3 separate regions of the Mus musculus genome follow, and regions 2 and 3 are each linked to region 1. Evidence: chromatin contacts called from public Micro-C and promoter capture Hi-C data. All regions are on one chromosome and are shown on one strand. Each heading gives the region's core, a stretch centred on a gene start, on an enhancer-like site or on the middle of the called end of the contact. The rest is flanking DNA. Distances are from core to core; before and after follow the strand shown. Region 1 holds the start of Lrrc7 (leucine rich repeat containing 7). Region 2 holds the start of Ptger3 (prostaglandin E receptor 3 (subtype EP3)). Region 3 holds the start of Depdc1a (DEP domain containing 1a).

What was found. Promoter capture Hi-C pulls out the DNA fragments that hold promoters and counts their contacts. Hi-C and Micro-C count contacts between places; a contact is called where the count stands out from the background.
Region 2: a Micro-C map of embryonic stem cells shows a contact between it and region 1, with 4 times the contacts expected there. The contact joins the promoter of Ptger3 here to the promoter of Lrrc7 in region 1. A contact is called at or near these places in 1 of 39 promoter capture datasets (stem cell-derived epiblast-like cells) and 1 of 484 Hi-C or Micro-C datasets (embryonic stem cells).
Region 3: a contact with region 1 is called in a promoter capture Hi-C map of embryonic stem cells, with 5 times the contacts expected there. The contact joins the promoter of Depdc1a here to the promoter of Lrrc7 in region 1. A contact is called at or near these places in 5 of 39 promoter capture datasets (cranial neural crest, embryonic stem cells, hippocampal neurons and 1 more) and 4 of 115 datasets of contacts at active chromatin or transcription factors (VIP interneurons, astrocytes, large pre-B cells and 1 more).

Annotation. Positions count from the first base shown.
Region 1 is chr3:158,560,473-158,563,113 of GRCm38.p6, reverse strand. Lrrc7 (leucine rich repeat containing 7) reads left to right here and starts at 1,353. Exons shown (of 28, transcript NM_001081358.3): 1 at 1,353-2,008.
Region 2 is chr3:157,565,572-157,568,212 of GRCm38.p6, reverse strand. Ptger3 (prostaglandin E receptor 3 (subtype EP3)) reads right to left here and starts at 1,337. Exons shown (of 4, transcript NM_001359745.2): 1 at 368-1,337. The coding sequence starts at 1,195.
Region 3 is chr3:159,494,107-159,496,747 of GRCm38.p6, reverse strand. It overlaps Depdc1a (DEP domain containing 1a), which reads right to left and starts at 1,315. Exons shown (of 12, transcript NM_001172092.1): 1 at 1,182-1,315. The coding sequence starts at 1,229.

The sequences.
Region 1 (2,641 bases), core at 104-2,603:
CTGTTTCACAATGCTTTTTTTCTTAAAAATGTGGTTTTCCAAAATGCACTCCTTTCCTCTTCTTTGTGTAAATTAAGGGAAGTCTCCTTAAGAGGCCACCAACCTTTTCACCTTTTCCAGATAAAGCAGTAATCCTCTTCCATGACTATCTATAGATGAAGTCTCAGTCTCCAATCTCTTCCTAGACAATTCCTGGCAGCCTGGGGTGGGGGCAGGGTTCGATGTTTAACCTTGAAGACTTTTCGTATTCCAGATATAAGATACATGCCAGCACTTTTGGGAGTTCACCCAACTCCAAGTAGCATCTGAATGTCACAGTCCACTGGCATTGGAGAGAAAAGGGGGAGGCCCCTAGCCCTATCACTTCTAAATCACAGAAGAATCCCGGGATAGAAGGAATTCGGTTTCGTCTAGAAAGCAGGGGGTCTAAATATAGCACTAGTCTCATCACTATGCTTTTTAAAGCTTTTTGTACATGTCTGTATTTTTCTGTGTGTGCTTTCCGGTGAATATGTGTGGAGGAGCGAATGTTCCTGAGTTCGGGGCAGAAGGAGCAGGATTGTGAATAAATGAAAGGAAGTTGGGAAACACTTCTCATTTTTTGTACATCCCCTGAACAGCAATCTCAGACCAAAATGGAAAGGGGTCTTGAAAGCTGCCATTGACTCTCTATGGTAGTACTGAATAAGCCACTGGACTCAGAAGCAGACCTTTTCCTTGGGCAGCCTGCAACCTGCAGCCTGCAACGCAGGCAGGGAGGAAACCCCGAGGAGGCACTCCTGGCGGTCTCTTTGCTGAGGTAGCAGGAGCGGCAGCCTGCGGAGCCACGCGCAGCGTCACTGAACTGGTGCGGGAGCACCCAGCGCACAGGCCTGGAGCCGCGGTGCTGGCGGATTCCCGGCGCTGCAGAACACCGTGCCGCCAGCAGGAGCGCCCCGGGCTGGTGGGAGAACGCCGGGGGAGCCCGCGCTGCCCCGTGCGAGCCTGATGACACCTGCTTTGTGTACTCCAGGCAACTGAGGGACCTAGAGAGCTCAACTGGCTGTCTAAAAGCTGCGGGTGGTAACGGAACCAGAGAAAGCTAGAACATCTCATTTCTCCGCGGGACTGAGATCTTGCTCCTCCAAATTGCAGGGAGTCCAAGTAGAGGTCATAAGGGGCAAGCAAGGTAGTCCAAGAATGGCTGAGGTCTGGCAAGGTGGTGGTCATCCTCTCTGAGCCCTGGAAAATCTCCTTGACATTTTTCACACTTTGAAGCAGCTGCAGCTGGTGTCGTCGGAAAAGGGGGTGGGAGGAAAGAGAGGGGGCGGGGAGAGTGGGGAGTCACAGGCGCGAGCCAGGAGCAGCGCCTCGTCTGCCAATCCTGGCACCTGTGCGCCAAGCCGCGGCACCACGGAGGACCCCGTTCCGGGCCAACCCTGGGCTCCAAGCCACGGCCACCCAGCCTCTGGGCAAGCGCGACCTGCAGCCGCCCACCCAGGACCCCCGCCGCCACCCGCAACTGCGGGAGCGCAAGAGCCCAGCCAGTGCTTGCTGCGCCCCGGGCCACGGGGTCCCTCGCCTCTTCAGAGGCGTCGCGGCCAGCCGGGGCAGCAGCCGAGTTGGGTACACGATTCGCCCGCGCTGCCTTTCTCTTCTCCACCCAGGATTTATTGTCTGTGGAGCCTTCTGGGGGCGGGGAGGGAGCTGCGCCTCCGCCGCCGCCGCCGCCACTGCTGCTGCTACGGTCGCTAGCGCGGCGCTCTGGGCGGGCGGAGGCCGGGGACTGGCCGCAGTGGTGCTCCGGGCGGGCTCCCGGCTCCCCAGGGGCGCCTCTCCTCTCCTGCACCTGAAGGGCAGTGGCACCATGGTCTGACACCGCATCTGCCTGGAGTCCCCTCTGCCTTTGCTTCGGAGGACTCCCCTACTGGCTTCACTGCGGACCCCAGAGCACTTTAAGGAGTAACCCTCAGCAGCTGCAAGGCCTTCACTCCTTGGACCCTCATGGGTAGTTTCTGCTTCCGGCGATGTGAGTAGGGCATTGGGGGACCTCTGCCCACGGTCCAGGAGTGGGGATCTGGGAGGCTCAGGTGGCCCGGGTGCCTCAGCGTTGGGGCGGTTGCCGGTCTGTGGAATCCAGCGATAGCTGGACAAGTGCTTAGGAGCCCGGCGCTTTGGATGGTCAAGGGACTCTAAAGGGTTACATATTGCGAAAAGGAAAGGTGAGGAGCGAGTGCGGGGAACTGATGCTGGGACCACGGAGTCCTGAGAGATATGGCTTTCTGCATTTTTTTTTTTTTTTTGATCCTGGGGTATCCAGTCTGCTTTCCCCGTGGTGTGTGAGGGATGGAGCAAGTGTGATACACACACACACACACACACACACACTTGTGGCAGCACACACTTGTGCTTTATCTTGAAAGGTGTATTACTGTCTTGGTGTCTATAAAGGAATTATTGGGGTGTCACTGAGGGTGAAAAGAAAAGGGTGGGGTTTGGGGAGAAGAATGGGATGGGAAAGAAGGAAAGACTAAAGGACAGAAAGAAGTGGGAAGGGATGGGGCGAGTGCTTTCCTTGGAGTCTGAGAAGATGCTTGACTCTCTAAGCCAGGCAACTCCTTTGTGTTCTGTGAGAGAAGCTAGGGAATCTCACTGCTCCTGG
Region 2 (2,641 bases), core at 88-2,587, 990 kb after region 1:
CTGTGCGGCTGAAGCCATAGGACCTGCCTGGCTCCCAGGTGCCCAAACATCGCAGCGGGATTAGCAGGTTGAGCTAGAGTTGTCATCATACCTCCTCTTATAACGCAAGGGGCAAACATCAGTCTGCACTGGCTTGAGCAGCGTCTACCCACCTCTGTGCCTAGGCTGTTTGCATCTTCACAAGCGCCTGGCAAGTCTGGACCGACTTGACTAGCTCTTGTAAGCTCCGCAAGCGGCTTAGGCTCTTGGCTGGAGGCTGCAACCCGGGGCCGCATGAGCGGCAGGAATTCTGGGTGCTAGTCACTTTCAGAAAGTTTCCCTACATTTACGGCTCCCTACAAACGCCCCCACTCTACCAACTACTTACCAATAGCGGCGACCAACAGACGGACAGCACACACATGATCCCCATGAGCTGGATGGCCGTCTCCGTGGTGATTCTGCCCCACTGGGCGCTGGACTGCGAGACGGCGGCTTTGGCCCGACAGCGGGACACCAGGGCTTTGATGGTCGCCAGGTTGCAGGCAAAGGTCACCACCAGAGCCAGCAAGCCCAAGCAGGCGAAGGCGGAGGCAAAGGCCACGCTGCCCGGCTCGCGCGCAGGGTCTGTCTCGTTGCCCGCCGGCCCGGTGCTGATGAAGCACCACGTGCCCGGCCACTGCACGCTGTAGCGGCCCACGCCCAGCACCGGCAGCAGCGCGAAGGCGAGCACAGACAGCCACACGCCCAGCAGTACCGCGCGCGTGGCGCGAGTCTTCATGTGGCTGGCATACCAGTGCGGCGCACGGATGGCCAGGGCGCGCTCCACGGCCATGGCGCTGGCCACCAGGAGCGAGGATAGCCCGAACACTGTCATGGTTAGCCCGAAGAAGGTGCACAGACGCCCCGATGGGTCGAGCTGCTCCCAGCGTCGCTGTGACAGGTACACGAGGATGACCACCGGGCTGGTCAGGAGCTGCCCCACTAAGTCGGTGAGCGCCAGCCAGCCAATGCACAGCAGGAAAGACTTCTTGCGCTTGCTCTCGCGGCGCCGGTAGCTGCGCGACACGAGCAGCATGGCCAGCGCGTTGCCCACGAAGCCAGTGACCATCATGGTGATGGGAAAGGCCACGGACACGGAGCCGCAGTCGTCGGTAGTACTTGACAGGTTGCTGTGCGCTTCAGCAGAGTGCTCCGGCGCCCACATGCTAGCCATAGTGGCGGGGCCACGGTAGGGCGCACGGGGCCGGAGCCTCCCGGCTCAGCTGCGGGATAGCAGCAGAGTGCACTGGGGGACAGCCGGAGCCCAGGCTCTGCTCTCCATCGCCCGCCGCCTCCCGCGCTAGGCTGCGGGGACTGGACAGGCGCCGCCCGACGCCGCGCGAGGCTCCTCCCGCGCCTTGGAGCTCGAGGGGCGGTGCTGCGAGTAGGCAGGCGAAGGGCGGTGTGGGCTGGGATCACCTGGCGCCGCGCCCCCTAGGTCTGCCTCTCCAGCTCTGGGACTCTGTAAAGTGCTCATCAGCCTTTGGGTTACGTGACACTGGAGAAAAGACGAAATCTGACATGTTAGTAGCTGCGTGAATCGCAATGCTGATTTCTCCTCATGTTTGACTGTCATTGAATTTGTTTTATTTAATATATATATATAAATATATATATGTATATGTATCAATATCATATGTATATACATATGATACTCACATCTGGGAAAGAATAGGGATGAGTTTGTGTTTTAAGTCTTCCTGAAACTATTGCCTTATTTTACTTTGGACTAATTCCAAACTCATATTGGTAAAATACTTTTCTAGGATAATGTCAGTTTAAAAATCCAAAACCAAGTAAGCACACAGGTGAAAGTACATAGCAAATTCACATTTTCACTGAGTGACATTTCAGTATAATGATACATTTAAATTTTAAGAGTATTCTGGAATTCATACATCAAAGAAAATATGCCACCCTTTAGTTAGATCAAAAATTTTATATTTATTAATAACTAACTTGTTTACATTATCATCCCCCTATTTCCCACCCCGCTGTGTGTGTGTGTGTGTGTGTGTGAGAGAGAGAGAGAGAGAGAGAGAGAGAGAGAGAGAGAGAGAGAGAGAGAGAGAGAGAGAGAGAGTCCTTTCGTATTTACATTGAGGTCAGACTTCAACATGGAGTGTCTTCCACTGTGACTCCCGGCCTGGTATGGCCTCACACACCCAAGCCCAACAGCCAGGCTACTTTTACTCAGGTGTTGGGAATCCCAATTCAGGTCTTCCTTTGAGTGGTTAGCATTCTATTCATTAGGTCACTTCCCCCTGCCTAATGCTTACTGAGAAGGTCGACCATAAGAACATGTATTGGCAAAGATAGTTAATCAATCTCTCTCTCTCTCTCCCTCTCTCTCTCTCTCCCTCTCTCTCTCTCTTATTGGATATTTTCATTTACATTTCATGTTATCCCCTTTCCCGCCCCTCCCTGTAACACCCTATCACATCTCTCCCCCTGCTTCTAAGAGGGTGTTCCTCCACCCACCCACCCACTCCCACCTCCCCACCTTTGATTCCCCTACACTGGGGCATCTATCCAACCTTCATAGGACCAAGGACCTCTCCTTCCACTTGATACCATGACAAGACCATCCTCTGCTACATATGCAGCTGGAGCCATGTGT
Region 3 (2,641 bases), core at 66-2,565, 930 kb before region 1:
TCACCACAGTAATAAAGTAACATGTGACTCTGCACTCACAGATGTCACAATATTTTTGAAATGTGATGGATTTGTAAGTTCCCAGGCTGAAACATTTTGTATTTGCTTAAACTTTAGTCTTACTTTTTGTTTATAAATCTTTGTTCTTTCCTTCCCTGTACCTCAGTATCCTTGTATTAATATCTATCTTGTGGTAATCAACAAAACCCTTATTTTATGTAAATTTTTGTTAGTACTTGACATTTTTGTGTGTGGGGGGTTGCTTATGTTACTTTCATATAAGATGGTAAATTCATATAAGATGTGACAGGACTACCTCATTAAGGTACATTTCAAAACTAAATTCCATCCTTTCTACTGATAAACATAACCACCACTACTTGTTGAGCACTAGAATATCAAGATCACCCTGACAGAAAGTGGTACATTTTCTAGTTCTTCCATCCATCATTTATGTGGCTTTCAGAGAGTTCCTTCTTTGAAACTTAGTTCCCACAAGGTAAAGTAGGGCCAGCATTTGTGAGAAGACAATTTGCTTGTTATTCTATAGACTATCACACATTCTCATACACAGAATATTTTTAGAAAATCTCTTAAAGTGGGCATGTATTGTGCCATTGTACCAATGTGGAAACTGAGGTTAGGTGAATCTCAATGTAATCCAAATGCGCAGCCCCAGTGACTATTAAAAGTGATTACTAAAGTACTCGGGGTTTAGGTTGAATAGTTCTTTCCTAGTGCTACTCACAAATTCTATAGGGTCAATAAGCCAAGCTGTCATGCCTGGGCTTCCAGACTTGAAACTTTAATTTCTAATTCTGAGAGGCTGTAGATTACAAGTGAAAAGTGGCTAAGACTATTATGCGAATCAGGGGGAAAGAAGACATCTGAGGAGTTGTCTCGCAGAGTCAGAAAGTGATACAATTTTGGGGTAGAGCACTTTGGATCTGAAACTGAGAAATACCAGAGAGGAGTGCAAATCAAAGACCCGGACAGGAGCAGCTGCATCTCAGCACCTTTCCCTCAGCACCTTTCTCCGAAATCTAGGCGCCTTGGCTCACTCGGGATACCAGATCCCTGGCTCACGAATCTAGTAGCTCTGAATCCCCTCAGGAAACTTTTTTACACCCAGGATCCCTCGGAAAACCTCGGTCTCTGGTCCCTCTCCTCCACGTTCTTACCAGCTTGGTGGCCCGGTAAGGTCCAAGAGGAGCACCCTGACGCTCCATGCTATCATTGCCGGGCTGAGAGGCTGCGGAAAGTGCGCGGTAGCAGGAACCTCTGTGGCCTGGAGTTGGTGTCGGAAACAACTGCCGCGCTGCTGATTTGAATATCTCCGAGCGAAGCTGATTGGCGGCGCCATTGAGTCACATGATGCTACACGGAGGGGAAGGCGCTGTGACGCGAGCACAGCTTGTCTGGGTGGTGCAGGAGAGCTGTGGAGCACAGAACCAAAGCGATTGTATAGCTAAAGAATGGCACGACAGCAGAAACGACTCTCCCTTCTTGATTCTAGGGGCTCTTCAGCAATGTTAATATAAGCCAGGCTGGGTTTCACCCGGACACTACCCCTAAAAGACCTCGGTGTGTGTTTGTTTATTTTCTTTCAAGCTCTGTCTCTGTCTGTCTCTCTGTCTCTGTTTGTCTCTGTCTCTCTCTGTCTCTCTCTGTCTCTCTCTCTCTCTCTGTCTCTCTCTCTGTCTCTCTCTCTGTCTCTGTCTCTCTGTCTCTTTGTCTCTCTGTCTCTTTGTCTCTCTCTCTCTCTCTCTCTCTCTCTCTCACACACACACACACACACACACACACACACAAGTTTCAAACCCTGGACAAGCAGCTTAGATACCTATTTGACATATCAAAACAGACTTTACTTGCAGGTTTCCCTATCATCTTTCAGTCCCTACCTGTTAGAGGGTAGTGCTGGCTTATGTGACATGTGTACACCAAATGTCTATATTTGCCATGATTTAATATGATTTTTTCAATTAAGATGAATTATTACTGTTTAAAAATCAGTTGTCTTTAGTTGTACTGTTTTATAGGACCAAGATACATACATTTGTGTGTTCACACCTCTGTAAAAATTCCTTTGACTTGCTCTTCTATCACCTTCTAGAAAAGGTAGTGATTTATATAATAACAATGACATAGAAATCATTTGCACAGAATAGTGAAAACATTATGAATTTTTGTTGTCGTTGTTGAGAAAAGGTCACCAAAAAGTCTGGAAATTAACCTTTATAGTAGAAATTCATAGAAAAAGGAACATTCTCTTAAAGTAGTTGACATTTATTTATAAATTTCACATCATCTGTTTTCTTGTCCACATTTTACTTGCAGTACCAACATTTTCTTTCTCCGTCTACTTCTCTTATTCTTTTGCACGATCTTTAATATGTATGTGTATTTACTAATATGTGTATTTGTATATGGTCTGATTTATTCGCTGCTTTACTAGCTTCATGAAGAGAAGATTTATTGAAAAATTGGAAGAACATCAATCTGGATGAATGGGTCTGTAAAGGTTTACTCTATGCAAAAAAAGTTGTCTCTTTTAGAAGTTTTTCTCTTAATTTGCCTAAATTTACACTGAGCACACATTCATGATTTATATAAGTTGTGAAGTAAATAAATCAATGAT